Regions from separate parts of the Mus musculus genome. Here region 2 is linked to region 1. The links are chromatin contacts, called in public promoter capture Hi-C maps. All regions are on one chromosome and are shown on one strand. The core of a region is the stretch at or near the end of the contact, and the rest is flanking DNA. Distances in the headings are between cores, read along the strand shown.

Region 1 (7,946 bases), core at 2,126-4,625:
ACCCTGAGATCTTGGGTCTTTTCCTGCCATCTCCTTAACACGAGGCTGGTGGATTAGTTTCTTTTCTCCTTGATGTGAGGAAATACTTGACAAAAGCAGCTTAAGGAAGGAAATTTATTTTGACTCATAGTACAAGGGTATCGTCCATCATGACAGGGAAATTGTGGTGGCTGAAGTGCGACACAGCTGGTCACACACATCTCACTCAGAAAGCAGAGCATTGGGCACCAAAGCTTTGCTTGCTTTCTCCTGTTTTATATTCGACGACCCAAGTCCATGAAATGGTGCCACCCACCTCAAGGGTGGGTCTTCAAACCTTAACTAACTCTCACAAACGGATAATTGTAGACTCTGTCAAGTTGATAATCGATATTAACCATAAGTCCACTCCTTGTCAACTTGACATCAAAACATCACTTTTAAGTTATAACCTTCCACCCCTTGTCCCCATAGGCTCTTGGGCATCTTATAATGCATTCAGCCCAACTTCATAAACTCTCACAGTCCTTTTGTGAGTTTTTAAGAAATGTGCTTGTATATGTGTATATGAGGGTATGCCATCTGTGAGCAGGTACCTGCGGAAGCCACAAGAAGATCTCCCACAACTAGAGTTACAGGAAGTCATGGCTCACCCAGCATGAGTGCTGGGATCCAAACTTGAGTCCTCTGTGTCTTACTTTGGGTTTCTATGGCCGTTACAAGAGACACCTTGAACATAGCAATTCTTAAATGGAAAGCATTTCATTGGGGCTGGCTTACAGTTTCAGAGTTCACTATTGTCATGGTGGGAAACATGGCAGTGTACAAGCAGACATAGTGCTAGAGAAGGAGCTGAGAGGTCTACGTCTTGATCTGCAGGCAGCAGAAGTGAATTGTGAGCCACTAGGCAGGCCTGAACTTCTGAGACTTCAAAGCCAGCCCCTTCAGCCCAATCAGGTCACACCCACTCCAGCCAGGCCACACTTCCTCCAACAAGGCCACATCTCCTAATAGTGTCACTCACTCTGGGCCAAGCATTTAGCATTAAGTCTCTGGAGCCATTCCTATTCAAACCACCACACTCTGAAAGCACTATCCATCATTAACAGTTCTAATAGTGTTCAAATGTGAAAGTGAAGAATCCTTTTTAAGACTCAGGCAATCTCTTAACCATGAGTCTCTGTATCAGCACACAGTAAAATTCCTACTTCTGAAGAGAGGAATCCATGACAAGAAATATCAGCAAGCCAAACATGGAAACCTGTCCATTATCTGGGGTTCCTAATGGAATGATCATCTAGATTCCAAAAGGCCCAGCATTCTCGAGAACATCTTTAATCTCAGCACTCAAGTGGATCTCTGTGAGTTCAAGACCAACCTAGTCTACATAGTGAGCTCCAGGACAGCCAGAGCTACAAAGTGAGAGCTTGTCTTGAAACAAACAAACAAACAAACAAACAAACAGGAAGAGAGAAAAGATTCCAAAGGGCTTTAGTAAAATTTCAACTCCCTTTCGAGCACACAGGTATCCTATTTCTTAGGTCGGTGTTACTTCATGACTACGGATTTCTTTGTCAGACATCTCATGGTCCTGTCATCTCCAACATCCTGCCATCTCTATTCTAACTTAAGCTTCATCTTCCTGGCTTCATACAACGGCTAGTTTCCTTAACAAGTATAGCTTCTTCCTCAGCATCAGCCTTGTCCACAATGTTAAATTCCACCCTCTCATCTCCAACGGGCACATTCCTCATATCTTGCTTCCCTACTATTCCTGCCATCTTTACTCCTCTCTAGTTGTAGGCCCGTGTAAGCGCAGTGAACAACAACCATGCCACTGCGGGATGCTAGTGCTATCTTCTCTTGAGAGTTCCTCTGACAAACCAACTAGCTGATTACTTTAAAATTCTGCCCTAGTCAAGTTCTCAGGACATGGGCAGATATAGACAGGTTCTTTGCCACATAAATGGCCTGTGGTCCAGTTCCCAACATTTCCTCTTTTCCTTTGAAACCTCATGAACACCCCTCCAACCTCCCACCCCCCACGCCCCCACACACATACACACACACACTGAATACCTCTTCCAACATCCTGGCCTTCCAAACTCCCATCAGAATGACCTACTAAGCTCAGCTTGTGCTTTAATGCTTTTCCAGCTCCAAGTTCCATTCCCCACCCCCTGCCCCCCACATTCTTCCCAGAAACCAGTTCTAACACGGTCAGATTTGTCCCAGCCACAACCTCACTCTGGTTACTAGTTATTTTTCCGGTTGCTGTAGCAGAATATCTGGTAGGAGCAATGTAAGGAAGGAAGGAAGGAAGGAAGGAAGGGTCACCTTGGCTCACAGGACACATCCATCATGCAGGGGGCACAGCATCAGGCATGACATAAGTAATCACATAGTATCTTCAGCCAAGAAGCAGAAAGAGATGAAGAGCCAACATCCAGCTCTCTTTCTCCTGGACCCCGGGCCACAGGACAGTGATACCCACAGTTATCCTGGGTCTTCCCATCTCAATTGGTTTAGAAAATCCCTCACAGACATGTTGAAGGTTTGTTTCCTGTGGTTCTAGATCTCTTTAAGTTAATAATCAGTACTAATCAGATATTTAGATATTTAATGTTTTGGAGTATTAGAAATCTAGTCCACCAGGTCCTGGTCTTGACCCTAATAGACCCAAAAAGGATCTAGAATCTCAGTGGTAGGTGCTATGAATGTCTAAGACGTGGAGAAATACAGACACCATCAGAGGTCATAGAAAGAGATGTATGATCTTGGACATGGGACTTATATCTTGAGCCCAGTGACCTGGCTGCTCATATCACACTGTCCCCTTACCAGGAAAGGCCTCTGAGTACCCAGTGATTGTATTGATATGGGAGAAAAATCACATTAGGATTCCTCTGTGTAACTAGCAATTGAGACTAGCGAACTCTCCTCACAGTCCCTTGATATTTAGAGTAGGGCCTTCCAAATTCCAGGCTCTATTTATTTATTTTTCTATTTATTTTTAAAAAGAATTTCACTCTTATTATTAATTATAGATATAGTAAGGCACATGTGTACATGAGTGCAGGTGTCCATGGAGACCAAAGTGCTGGACCTCCTAGAACTGGATTACAGATGGTTGTGAGCAACTTGTTATGGATGCTAGAAATCAAATGTGAATCCTCTTAAAGAGCACTTTTAGCTGTTGAGCCATCTCTCCAGCACCTAGGTTTTATTTTTTGCAATGATAGGAATCAAACCTAGGGCCTCATTCATACAGACTAAAGCCCTGTAACTTCTTAAAGGTATGCAAAAATAAGCCAATAAATACCTTTTAACAAAGAAAAATAAAGGTATGCACTAAGCACATAATGTTTAACAGACCTTGTGTTCGCATCTCATTCATGCTGGGACATTTAGTAGAGGGCTGGCTGGGCTGAACAAGACACTAACATACATGTGTCCTCATGCCATGTCCCTCTGGGACTGGTTTTCCTGTGTCAGGTAACTGTAGGAACCTGCCCCCTCCTCCATATTCCTTCTTGCTCGTCCCTCTCAAAGATGGCAGGCTGCTGCTCTTCCCCAGGCTGAGCCAGCTGCAGTTGGCTATGATTAATGGCATCTATTAACAGCAAGTTGTAAACAGATCAGGTACACAGTGCCCATGAAGATCTCACCTCCCTAAACCCCTTGCCACCCCATGACTACTCTTTAACTTTCCAGGCTCCTGCTTCTCCCAGCCTGAGAAACATGGCCTAGGGAACGCTTTACTAAGGGACTCAAAATGTTTTGGAAGTAGGAAGCAAACCTATGGGGCAAAGTCCAGAATCCTAAAATTGGGCCAGGATGAAGGCCCAGGTCAGGGAAGCCGATTTGCAACAGCCTCAAAGAACTATCAAGGCTGCCTCTAGGCTGCCTGGACTTGGGCAAATTACCTCCCCATCTCTGGGCCTCAGTTTCCCTATTGAGTGAGCAATTGGCTCGAATATTTTCCAAACTCCTGCTAGAATCATTAGAGCCGCAGAGATCCTTATGGACATCGCTAATTAGTCCCTGCAAATAAGCAGGCTCACTCCACTTCCCCAACCAGCTACCAGTGTCTGTCCAAGCAATAGTTCGGTTTCCTTCTGGTTAATTATAACCAATTTAAGAACCAAACCACAATTTCTTAGGGGGAACATCCAGAGGAGGATGGGAGACCCTCAGTCCAGAAGAACCCATAACTTTCTGAAGATTCTCTCCTTTAACCCACAGAATAAGGACATGCCTAGGAGGTCAGCTTAACCCATTTGAACAGATGAGAAAAACGGGCCCACAGAGACACCTTGATGGCGGGTGAGTGGCAGCTGGAGAGATTAGGATTAGCGAGTCTGGGTCAGCCTCTGGTCTCTCAATGCTCCCCAGAACGCGAACTGAAAGCCTTTAAAGCCCGGAAACCCAGCCAACTATGAATGCAATCTGAGGTAGGTAATCTCTGCGTGTGAAGTGATTATGTGTAAAAACAGTGGATTAGTGTGTCCGTGCAGCTATGTCTCCTGGGATCAGCGGGACCTAGCCTCTTACCCCGCCTTGGGACACAGAGCGGTGACCTCCCTAATGCAATGCAAGACCACCAGCACTCGCGCGTGGAGCTCAGTAACCCCGTACATTCTGCTGTACGTCTTCACCCGGTTTTCCGCAGCGACCTAAGCCTTTTGCATTCTGGGCAGGAACGCTGTGGGTTGAGATCCTGACCTGGGGGCTCGCGCACCCCCACAGCAGGAAAGCACAGAGGCTCTGCAGCAGGATCCTCCCTTCTCAGAAATCCTTCCAAGCTCTGGGGAAAGCTGAAGCCAGTGGGCAGCCCGCTACACCGCAGACGGTCCGGGAGATGTGTCACATTTTTCTCCGGGTTAATTACCTCGGGCTGGGAATCCGAGCCGTATCTGTCTCGGGCACAACAAGCCTTGTCGCCTGGTGGGAGAATCTTAATCTTTCTAAGGTGACAGCTGCTGGCCTGGGACAGAAATGTCCTTATTCTGGGGGCGCCACCTGTTGCACTAAACTGCAAAAAAGCCCAGGAGTCTAGATTGAGGTGGAGCCTTTCGGAACAGGGTGACCAGGATTGGACAGATGGAATGTCAGATTACCCGTAGGCGGGGCTAGGGTCGGACTTGGCTTAGAAGGAAGTCTCTCTTGGTGAGCCCCACCCACTTTATCCCTGAAACACACAGGGCACTTGCCCTTTGCGTCCACATGGGCAAATATTTAACCTTTCCATTTTTGCAGTGGCTTGTGAGTCTGGGTGTCCTGCAGAGTTTGACACATAACAGGCACCCGATACCTGTTTGTTGAATGTGTAAGTCCATCAGCTTGTCTGTCTCCTAGGAAAGTGCTGTTCCCAGACTAGCACGTATTTCATCACAGGGTTATGACTTGTCACGTGTGTCGCTAAGTAAAATGCTAAGCATCCAAATGGGCGTGTTTATCACTTTCAAAGGTAAGTCAGATGAGATCGACAATTTTTTGTTTTTCATTTTAAATTTGTTTTTAAAGTTTGTTTGTTTGTTTGTTTAATTTTATCTATATGAGTACACCGCAGTTGTCTTCAGACATACCAGATGAGGGCATCGGATCCCACTACAAATGGTTGTGAGTCACCATATGGTTGCTTGAAATTAAACTCAGGACCTCTGGAAGAGCAATCAGTGCTCTTAACTGCTGAACCACCACTCTGACTCCTCGATATTATTTCTAATCAACCTAATAACTTGAGCTGGTGGAGTGTATGATATCAGCTATTTGGAATTTTGAGACAGGAAGATTGCTGGAACCCCGGATTTTGGAGTTAGCCTGGGCAACATAGTGAAACTCATCTCTTAACAACAAACACAAATTACAATAATTGCCTTGCAAGTGGGACAGAAAAGGGTGAAGACTGTGGGGGATGCTGGCTGTTTGCTGCTTCTTTTGCTAATAACAGCTTCTGATGACATCTTGGGAGATGGCCTTGGGTGTATCATCTGACCTTTCTGCTAATCAACAGGCATTAGACCAAGTCCAGAGCATGTAACTAACTCTCTTCTATAGAGATGGGAGGGACCATCACTGCAGACTTACCCCTGTGGAATGCTATGAGGGAGCGGGAGCGCTCTCTTCCTTCCTCTTCATGTCTAGTTCCTTGGCCATTTCTTAGACTATATGAATTTCACACTTACTTTCTGTGTTTGACTATTCAGTGTCTGTTGCTTAAGACTAAAGCATCCTAACTGTGGGAATCACAACCACGTATTCCTGCTTTAGACAACCTGGTAAACATCCTTCCTTGATGCTAAACTGAAAAAAATCCTCGGTGCCTCCTTTAGACCCCATGAACTACAAATTCTATCCCTCTTCCCCAGGACATGCCTTGGCATGGTTAAGAGAGTTGTCATCCCCCAGATTCTCATATGATGTTCAAGGCATCCATTGCATTGACCCCTGTCTAAGTGCATTCTCGTATGTGCTCTTCGTGGTCTGTGTCCCTAAATGGAAGATAGCACTCAGCTAGATGGGTGAAAGATTCACTCGAGATCCATGGTTCTCAATCTGTGGGTCGCCACCCCCTTGGAAGTCAAGTGACCCTGAGACCATGGAAAACACAGATATCTGCATCACAATTCATAATAAAAACAAAAATACAGTTATGAAGTAGTAAGGAGATAATTTTATGGCTGGGGGGGTGGTCACCACAATATAAGGAACTATATTAAAGGCATTATATCACAGCATTAAGAAGGTGTAAACCGCTGATCTAGATAGAATTTGTTTTAATTTAGCCATTAGGCTCTAAGCTTTGTTAAGTCACACCAAGGTCAAGTGAGCTTGCTTATTCACTCTTATCAGCCACATTATACTGGACTATCCACCGATGCATCCTCCACTATTCACCCCTTGTATTTACGTAAGTGGGAAACAGACTCAGCCTTCATTTCAATAATGCATTTTTTTAAACTGATGTTCTCTTTTCTTGTATTCTTCTTATCCCTTCTAATTGTGGTTTGGATCAGAAATGTCCCCGACAGGCTTCTTATTCAATGCTCCAGTTCCCAGCTGGTGGCATCATCTGGAAGATGGTTTAAAGCTCAGGAGATGGGGCCTGGCTGGAGTTGAGTAGGAGAGGGCCAGTGAAGGTTATAACTAAGATCCAGTCCCTGGGACTGGAGAGATGGCTCAGTGGGTAAGAGCACTGATTGCTCTTCCAAAGGTCCTGAGTTCAAATCCCAGCAACCACATGGTGGCTCACAACCATTTGTAAAGGTATTTGTTGCCCTCTTCTGGTGTGTCTGAAGACAGCTACAGTGTACTTACATATAATAAATACATCTTTGGGACAGAGCAAGCAGGGCTGGAAAGAGCAGGGCTGGAGCGAGAAGGGGAAAAAAAATCCATTCCCTTCACCCCCTGCTTTCCATTAACTCTCAGTGGAAAGAGCCTTCTCTTCTACAGACCCCATCTGCCCTGACATTTCACTTCACCATGAGTCACCATGAATCACACTTGGTGGAACCCAGCATTGAAATCTTTGAAACCATGAACTACAACTGTTCTTCCCCACATGGTGGTTTAAATGGGAATGGCCCCCATTGACCCACGTGTTTGAGTGCTTGGCCCATAGTGAGTGGCACTGTTAGGAGATACGGTCTTGTTGGAGTAGGTATGGTCTTGGAGGTAGTGCGTCACTGTGGGGGTGGACTTTGAGGTCTCCTATACTCAGGCTCTACCCAGTGTGGAGTCCAGTCTCCTCCTGGATACCTTTAGAAAAACAGTCTCCTGCTGCTGCCTTCAGATCAAGATATAGAACTCTCAGTTCCATTTCTAGCACCATGTTCGACTGTTCCTCTGCCATGTTTCCTACCATGATGATAATGGACTGAACCTCTAAACTGTAAGCCAGCCATAAGAGTTCCCTTGGTCATGGTGTCTCTTCACAGCAGTAACGGCACTAAGATACCCAC
Region 2 (7,946 bases), core at 1,610-4,109, 210 kb after region 1:
TAGCTCAGTGGTAGAGCACTTGCCTAACATGCTGAAGGCTCCAGGTTTGAGAATCTGGTACAAGTACTAAACAAAAATTAATTAGGCATAGTGGCACACACCTGTAATCCAAGCACTTGGAAGATAGAGGTAGAAGGAAGGGTCTTGGAGTCGAGGCCACCCTGAGCTATATAGTTGAGTTCTGAACCTGCCTGAGCTACATACTGAAATCATACATCAAAAAGTAAAATTAGATACAAAAGAAAAAAAATCAAATAGGTGTTGTAGCACACCCTCTCAATTCTAGTATTGTGAGGCTGCGGCAGAGAATAAGGGTAATTGTGAGGCCAGCTTGATCTACAAAGTGAACTCTGAGCCAGCCAGTGCCATAGTGCTACATAGCAAGACTCTGCCTCAAGAAAAAAGAAATTAAATTTTTGGTCTGAGAGACTAGAAGTCTTGGGTTGTCGTTTGTTGACCTGAGGGTATCTGAAGAGGGTAACAAAGCCAGGGTTCATTTGGGCCATGGGCCATGTTGATTCTGAGATGTCTACCTGGCATTAGAGTGCAGATATAAATAGGCTTTGGGTTGGGACGTGGTGGCACATTCTTGTAATCCTAACCAGGAGGTTGAGGCAGGAGAATCACAAGCTTGAGTAATTTAGCCAGACTCTGTCTAGAAGAGGAGGAGGAAGAGGAAGAGGGAAGAGGAGGAAGAGAAGGAGGAAGAGGAAGAGGAAATGAAAGAGGAGGAGGAGGGAGAGGGAAGGAGGCAAAGGCCAACAGAATAACACAGCAGGTTATCCAGCTGGCCAAGAAGTCTGACAGTCTAAGCTTAATGTTCTAGACCCATGTGGTGGAGAGACCCATCTCCTGGAAGTTGTTCTTTGACCTCCACACATATGCCATGGCATGCATGCACATTGTACATGTGTATGCACACACATGGTAAAGAAATAAAGTGAAATTAAATTTTAAAGGATTAGGGCTATAAGAACTTGGAATTTGGACACCTCTAGTCTAAAAATCAAGTGTTGGTTAAGAGGTTATTGGCCTGTAGGTAGTATGGAAAGATCTTTCCATACTACCTACAGGCTTTAAACATCTAGGGCTCCACTGAACGTCTAGTTGCCTCTAGGTGAGCTTTCAATATCTCAGACCATATCAACGCCCAGCTAAGCTCCAGGCCTCTGAGGGAGATGAGCCTGCAGAAGGAGCAGGCCTTAGAGAGTAGTTATGAAAGGGATAGCCCTTAGAGTGACATCTCTAGCAAGGGCCAGGGAGCCATTATCACTTCCAAACTGCCTCAGTAAGATTAGTGATACCCAGGCCTACAGAAAACTGCTTACCTGATAAACTTGGCTCTAACAAGACATCGTACATCGATGACCGAAATGTTACTCTGTTCAGATTTCTCTCCTCGGAGTGTAGATTCATTTGCCCACCCAGGACAGGATCCAACAGCTTGTAATGAGACCAGCAGTCAGGCCTGATGAGAGTCTGGTCTTCTTAGTGATGCAGGTTTAGTATAGGGGAAGGCTGCAGGAGGCAGCCTGACCATTTACAAGGACAGGGTTGGAGATAGCAGAACACTTGTTCAGCATGTCCTGAGGCTCTGCATTTATCCATGGCATGAGGGCAGAATAAGAAGAGAAAAGAAAAGAAAAGAAAAGAAAAGAAAAGAAAAGAAAAGAAGAAAAGAAAAGAAAAGAAGAGGGGAGGGGAGGGGAGGGGAGGGGAGGGGAGGGGAGGGGGGAAAGGGGAGGGGGAAGAAAAGAAGAGAAGAGAAGAGAAGAGAAGAGAAGAGAAAAAACAAACAAACAAACAAAACAGAACCACAAGAACTGACTGGACAGTGCCCATGCTAGGTCCTGTTTGCTAGTTTCCCATTTTATCTCCTGTTTCTGGGGAAAGTGCACAACCCCCCTTGAAGAACCCTGACTCCTTATGGGTCATGCAGGCACCAGCCAAGGATCTCCTGTGGCAATCTCAGACTCAAGCTGGCTCCCAGGGAAGTTTCTATCTGTGGTTCTGATGTCTTAAGGTCAGGTTCTGAAGCTGTTCTTAGCAGAGGGTTCTTTCCCATTCTCTAGGATGTCCCTTCTGCCATCCAGGAGGGGAGGCTAAGGACTCTAACGTGCCTGCAACTCCCAGACATGGATGCTCAGGTGTAGAGCTAGCCTATGGACTGAAACTGAAAGGAGTTATGCCCAACCAGTTCCTCACACTGGCACATTTCAAGGCTGGCTGCTTACAAGAACTTAGCTATCCCCCATTTTTTCTTAACAGCCTCCCATATCTATATATCTATAGCTATATAGATATATAGATACTTCAACCTCTTTGCCACCTAGAAAGATTATTACAACAGAACCCTCTGATCAAGCTTTACCTGGAATTGGGGGTGGGAACTGGAGAGATGGCTCAACGGTTAAAAGTGCTCACGGTAACTCCAGTTCCAGGGAAGCTGATGCCCTCATCTAGCCAAAGTGGGCACTGCACACACATGGTACGCCCATATACATTTAAAAAAAAAAACCCTAAAATGTATTTTTCTGGGCCTAACAGATGACAGATGGCTAAAACACAAAACCAAATACCTGCCTGACAAGTGTGAAACCCTGGGTTCCATCCCCAACACAGGAAAAATAAAGTTCAAACTTACCACAAAATAAGTTACATCCAAAATCAAGTCCTTACTGGCCACAGTTAATAGCTACATTGATGTTCAGGTCTGAGATAAGGATGCCCACAGCTTCTCTAGAGGCCCTGGAACTCTCTTCCCTTCCCACCCAACCCCTAGCATGGAACAACCCCCAGCCTAATAAAGCCAGGTCCTTGAAAGCCAGATTCCTACAGTCTCTAGGGCTGGCCACCAAGTGCAGCACTGGCGTCACCCCTGCATAGCCATCTGCCTGGCCCTTTGTGACCTACCTCTTCCTTGACTGTGGAGAGGGACAGGCAAAACAGAGACCCCTTTCTCTGCCTGACACAGAGCTGCTACCTCAGACTCAGGCCACAAGCTCTCCAGAAACTGTAGCCATAGCAGGCGCTCTGCTCTCAAGTCCTGAGCACCCCCTACAGGGCAGCAGAAAAAGTTGCAGCCTCCCTCCAACACCCCTCTCCTCCTACTACCCCTCCCTCTCCACCTTTTGCAAAAACACAGAAGGGGTCTTATGGAGAGCCCCTCCTTACCCAAGGAACGCCTGTTTTTCCAGCCACAAGAACAATTTCAAATAAGCCTCAAACCACTGAGCCTGGGCCATCTGAAGCCAGAGAAAAAGGGATCACAAAGCGCTGAAGTGCCTTCCAAGGTTACTCCATGGAGCTGCCATGAGGGTGCTGAAAATGGAATCTGGGCTTTCCAGATTTTAACAGTTGAGCTAAAAGTTCAGGCTCTGGAGACCTTGAGGAGCTTTGCTGGATTCCCTGTGCTCAGAGAAGCAGCTTGAGTTTCTGTCTGTCACTCTGCTTGCTCCCTAGAGTCATGACCAAACCAGGCAGCCATCTCAAGGAGCCCACTCTGTGCTTGGTCAAAACAAACAAACAAACAAAAAAAACAACTCAGCACACACACAGAATCCTTCATCCTCAGCTGGGCCAATCAGATTTTATTGAAGTATTTGGCACAAGGTTGCCCTGTAACGGAGGGCACCGCCACGGTGCAACCACACGAGATAGCTGTTAGGTAAGACCAATAAGTTAATTAATGTGAAGGATGCTCAGGTGTGGGGAGGCACTAGCACTCAGAAGTCTCTCAGCTCTGTGGCTCAGGATCTAAGGCACTTAGGGATCCAGAGAATACACTGGGTTGGGGGGGGGGCATCTATGCACTGGGGAAGGGGCTCAGAAGCCATACAATATGGCAAGTGGAGGTTGGGACTACTGTAGGGTATGGGAAGAACACCATGACAGAAATGCCTGTGCCCTGAAGGGGAGAGGAGAGTTCTGCCCAGCATCTGGGAAACAAGGGAAGAGTCCCTGTTGAGGGAGTCCCACATCCGGCCTCCAGCCTTAAGAAGCAACAGGTATCTCAGAAAGAGGGCCCAGAGCATATGGGACGTCTCAAGGGGCCCTCTATGCCACTTGTCCTACATAAGGAGACAAATGCTGTCGATTAGTCCAGCTCGACATTAGTCCAAAAGGCCAGACTCTGGGGGATAAAGCATAATCATGTTATTAAAGAATAAGACAAATCACAGATATAAATCCTCAGGTCAGGACTTCTGGGAAACACATGTAAAAAAACCGAAAGGTCTCAGCTCTGCATCATCGGCCTGCGATGAGGGGAGGGGAGATGAAAGAAGCACTTAAGGGTGAGGGGGTCCTCGACCCCAGCTCCAATAGAAAAGTCTTTTCCCGCACGAGGCAAGGCGTTCAGAAGAGTTACACTTGGCTGATAATCTCTCCGTTCTCAGGCACAAAGACTTGCACTGGGGCCCCGTCCGTCGACCTCCGGAGTACGTACACGGGGGGCACCTGTCACAGGCAGGGAGAGAGGAGAGGCGGATGAGCAAACTGGGTAGAAAGGTCAGTGCAGCAAGCTCAGCCACATCGTTCTCTTTGCTTAAAGGCACAGACCATCATCGATAGTGAAGCCCTGGTGCTCTGCTCCTGCCCTCCCCAGGAATGATGCCCCCCAGGTACCACCCCTGATCCAGGTCCTTTGGGGTATGACGGTCACCCTGACCTTCTTCTCCACCTTTCCCGGGCTCATGTCTCATCACCGTCCCTGTCTGACAGGTTGGGATGAGCCAAGCCTAGACCAAAGGCAGGTCTAAGCTCGCAGGAAGGGATAGGCACGTCAGCTAGAGGGTGTATAGCCTGGGACTGGGCCAGGGCGCTGCCCAGCCAGAGATGGCAGCTGCAACAGCCCAAAGATCAGGGGTGGGGGTGGGGAATGATGCAGCTGGGCTGCTGGGAATCTGGGGTCTCAAAGAAGCAGCTTGTTGGTAACTTCTAGAGTCTGTCCCCTGCATAGCCTTCTGAATCCGGATGAGAGAATAAAGAAAGGATTCATGCCGGCTAGCCTCAATTCCAGGATGAAGAAATGGGGCTTACAGAAACCAAGGCTGCACCCCTACCCGAAGTCAGAGTGCTCAGAATCCTTCTTACTTCCGATACAACCTAGCACGCACACACACACACACACACACACACACACACACACAGACACACACACACACACACACACAGACACCACCCTCTGGGAGCCCCCGTGATAGAGCTATTGCTGATCTAGGACTCTCATATATTGCTTTAACCATTTCAGCCTCTGATCCAACCCATGAATGAGAGAGGTCATTTACTACGCCCATCTTTTAGAGGGGGAAACAAAAGCCTAAGCGTTAAGTAACCTACAGGACCATAGAGTTAGAATCAGAACCTGGTAGTCTCTAGCTGTCAACTGTGAGACCATCTCCTTCCCAGCCTGGCGACAGTGAGTTATTTTCTATAAACCCATTTTCCAGATTCTCCCTTTGCCCCTGGGCCCTAGAGTCAGTAAATTCCAAGGGTTAATTTGGGTTGCAATTCGGTTCTGAGGAAGTTTATCTGGTTTGTGGATCATCCGTGAAGCCATTAGGGGGAATCTCTGAGCTATCTGTGAGGACAATCTCTACCAGGGCACATTGGTATGCACTCTTGCGCTAGACACTAAACACAGTAGGCACAATTAAGAGGCACCCCCAGGGAAGGCAGAAGTGCCTTCCAAAGCCAAGAGGAAATATTCTCCTCTTTTGGCCTAATTTTCCTAACTGGTGATTACTCGGCCAGTAGTTGCTGGTCTAATTTCTTCCCCCCACGGGAAGCTGTACCTGTGTCCTGGGTCCTGAGGCCCGCCCGAAGCTCTCCCTCCCAGGAGGCAGACTCCTAACACGGAACGCCCCTTGGCGGTCGAGCGAGTGGGGGCGGCTGCTCCGGAGACGTGCGCGTTCATGCCACCACTTGAGCTCCTCCGAGACTGCTGCCTTGCTGAGTCCCCGGCCCGCAGGACTGTCCTTTAGTGAGGGTGTGCGCACAATGCGGCTGTGGGAGGGTACCAGTCGCTGGTAACGCAGGGGTGCACCTTCCTCGTCATAGGCAGCACCCACGGCTGCACGACACAGCTCCCACTCGCCCGGCGGCAGGTGGCCCTCGGCCACCATCACATAGCGCCCCGTTGGGAAGTATCCAGCGGGTAGCAGAAGTTTAGAGTAATGAGGGGCCAGCTCTCTGCCACAGGCTGGGCCCCAGGCCCCACGGTGGCGAGGTGGCTCAGGGAGACAGAGGGGCCTCAGAAAGGAGATGTCTGGACTGCTGCTGCCAGGTGAGGTGGGATGGGAGATGCTGGAGACATCAGAGCCACTGTCTTCAGAGCAGGAATGGCAGGCAGGGTGTGGCAGTGGGGGCTTGCCGGGTGTGAAGCAGGAGTCTGGCACTGTCACTGTGTAATGAGTGGGGCGGCGGCGGGGAAAGGCACTGCGACCTCGGCCCTCCGCGCCTGCTCGGAAGGAGTCCACCCTGAAGAGGAAGATGGGAAAGCATTGAGTTGGGGAGGGGCCATATCGGAGTGATGAATTATGACCTTGGATGCCAGTGTTCTGTCCCTAGGCCAGGGCAATGAGCATGTACTAGTTCTTGCTTAGGTCAGTCCTCCGCAGAGCACACAACCCAGTCTTGTTCTAATACGCAGAGGTAGGGCATTCCCTCCCTTGGTGCCATATTGCTATACTGCTCTTGTTCCCTTCCAGACTTTTCTACATCAGGATAAGTTGATCCCTGAGTCACAAAATCCAGGTCACACAAAATAGGGAAATATTAAATACAATACGCCCTGTAGACTGTAATCTCTGGAATACTTAAAACTCCTAATACAGTGTAAATACCATGTAACTCCCTCACATATTGTACTACTTAGGAATGACAATACGATTCTGAAGGGTGGAGAATGTGGCTCAGATGTAAGAATATTTGCTTAACATGAATGAAGTTTTGGTTCAATCCCAGCCCTGCAAATAGAATTGGTACATGTTGGATGCATAAGTTGATTTTTTTAACAATTTATTTTTATCTTATATGCATTGGTATTTTGTCTGCATGAGCTTCTGTGTGAGGGTGTCAGATCCCCGGGGACTGGAGTTACAGACAGTTGTGAGGTGCCATGTGGGTGCTGAGAATTGAACCACGGTCCTCCAGAAAAGCAGACAGCTCTCTTAATTGCTGAGCCATCACTCCAGCCCTGATATGTTGATTTTTTTTTTTTTTAAGTATTTTGGTTTCTCAGTCGATTTCAATCCACCGATAGGAAGAGCCAACATTCTGCTCCATCCATGTCATGTTTCCAGACAGCTAGGGTCCAGTATGTTAATAGCATTTACTCAGACTCTTAGTGGTTAGACATCGTCAAGCACCTAACTTAAATGTGAAAAGCTTTCGTGTGTTCCAAAGGGCAGGTGCTTGCAGCGCAGGATGAGGGAGAGCTGAAATTTAAAGCCTGCTTCACTTATATTCTGGGCATGGGGCTGGGTTGCCTTTTAAGGATTTTGCACGCGTTGTTTACAAAATGATCTTGGTAAATAGGTAAAATATAAAAATAGGTTGTTTTACTTCTGAGCTGTTCAATGCTACCGGATAAGGCTTTGGTGGTACCAGGTCACTATGGCTGATGCTGCCTCTCAGACCACACTGACTAAAACAATTACCAGGTGGCTTGAAAAGAAGCATACAGTGGCTTTCATTATTCCTAGGTTTAGTATGCCAGCCCACCCACATGCTAAACTTGACTTGCTAAGTCCAAAATTCATATACATTGTGTTTTGCAATGGCTATACTCTTGTCAGTTTGATAGGCTCTAGGACCACCTATGACACAGACCTCTGGATATGCCTGTGAGGGGTTTCTATATGGGGTCATGGGAAGCGAGAAGACCCTCCCTAAATATGGGTGGCACCTTCCCATGGGCCAAGGTCCTGGACTGAGTTAGAAGG

The links. Promoter capture Hi-C pulls out the DNA fragments that hold promoters and counts their contacts.
Region 2: a contact with region 1 is called in a promoter capture Hi-C map of embryonic stem cells, with 2.9 times the contacts expected there. The contact joins the promoter of Mroh3 here to the promoter of Igfn1 in region 1. A contact is called at or near these places in 7 of 39 promoter capture datasets (the C10 cell line, the HPC-7 cell line, cranial neural crest and 3 more), 2 of 115 datasets of contacts at active chromatin or transcription factors (the 230-238 cell line and the SCID.adh cell line) and 3 of 9 other capture datasets (adipose tissue, embryonic stem cells and liver).

What each region holds. Positions count from the first base shown.
Region 1 is chr1:136,002,967-136,010,912 of GRCm38.p6, forward strand. Igfn1 (immunoglobulin-like and fibronectin type III domain containing 1) reads right to left here and starts at 3,376. Exons shown (of 27, transcript NM_177642.3): 1 at 3,355-3,376. The coding sequence starts at 3,376. It also overlaps a transcript of Tmem9 not described here.
Region 2 is chr1:136,209,961-136,217,906 of GRCm38.p6, forward strand. It overlaps Mroh3 (maestro heat-like repeat family member 3), which reads right to left and starts at 2,860. Exons shown (of 23, transcript NM_001329610.2): 1 at 2,645-2,860; 2 at 1,329-1,443. The coding sequence starts at 1,416. Inava (innate immunity activator) reads right to left here. Exons shown (of 10, transcript NM_028872.3): 9 at 5,796-6,480; 10 at 3,562-4,458. The coding sequence ends at 4,366.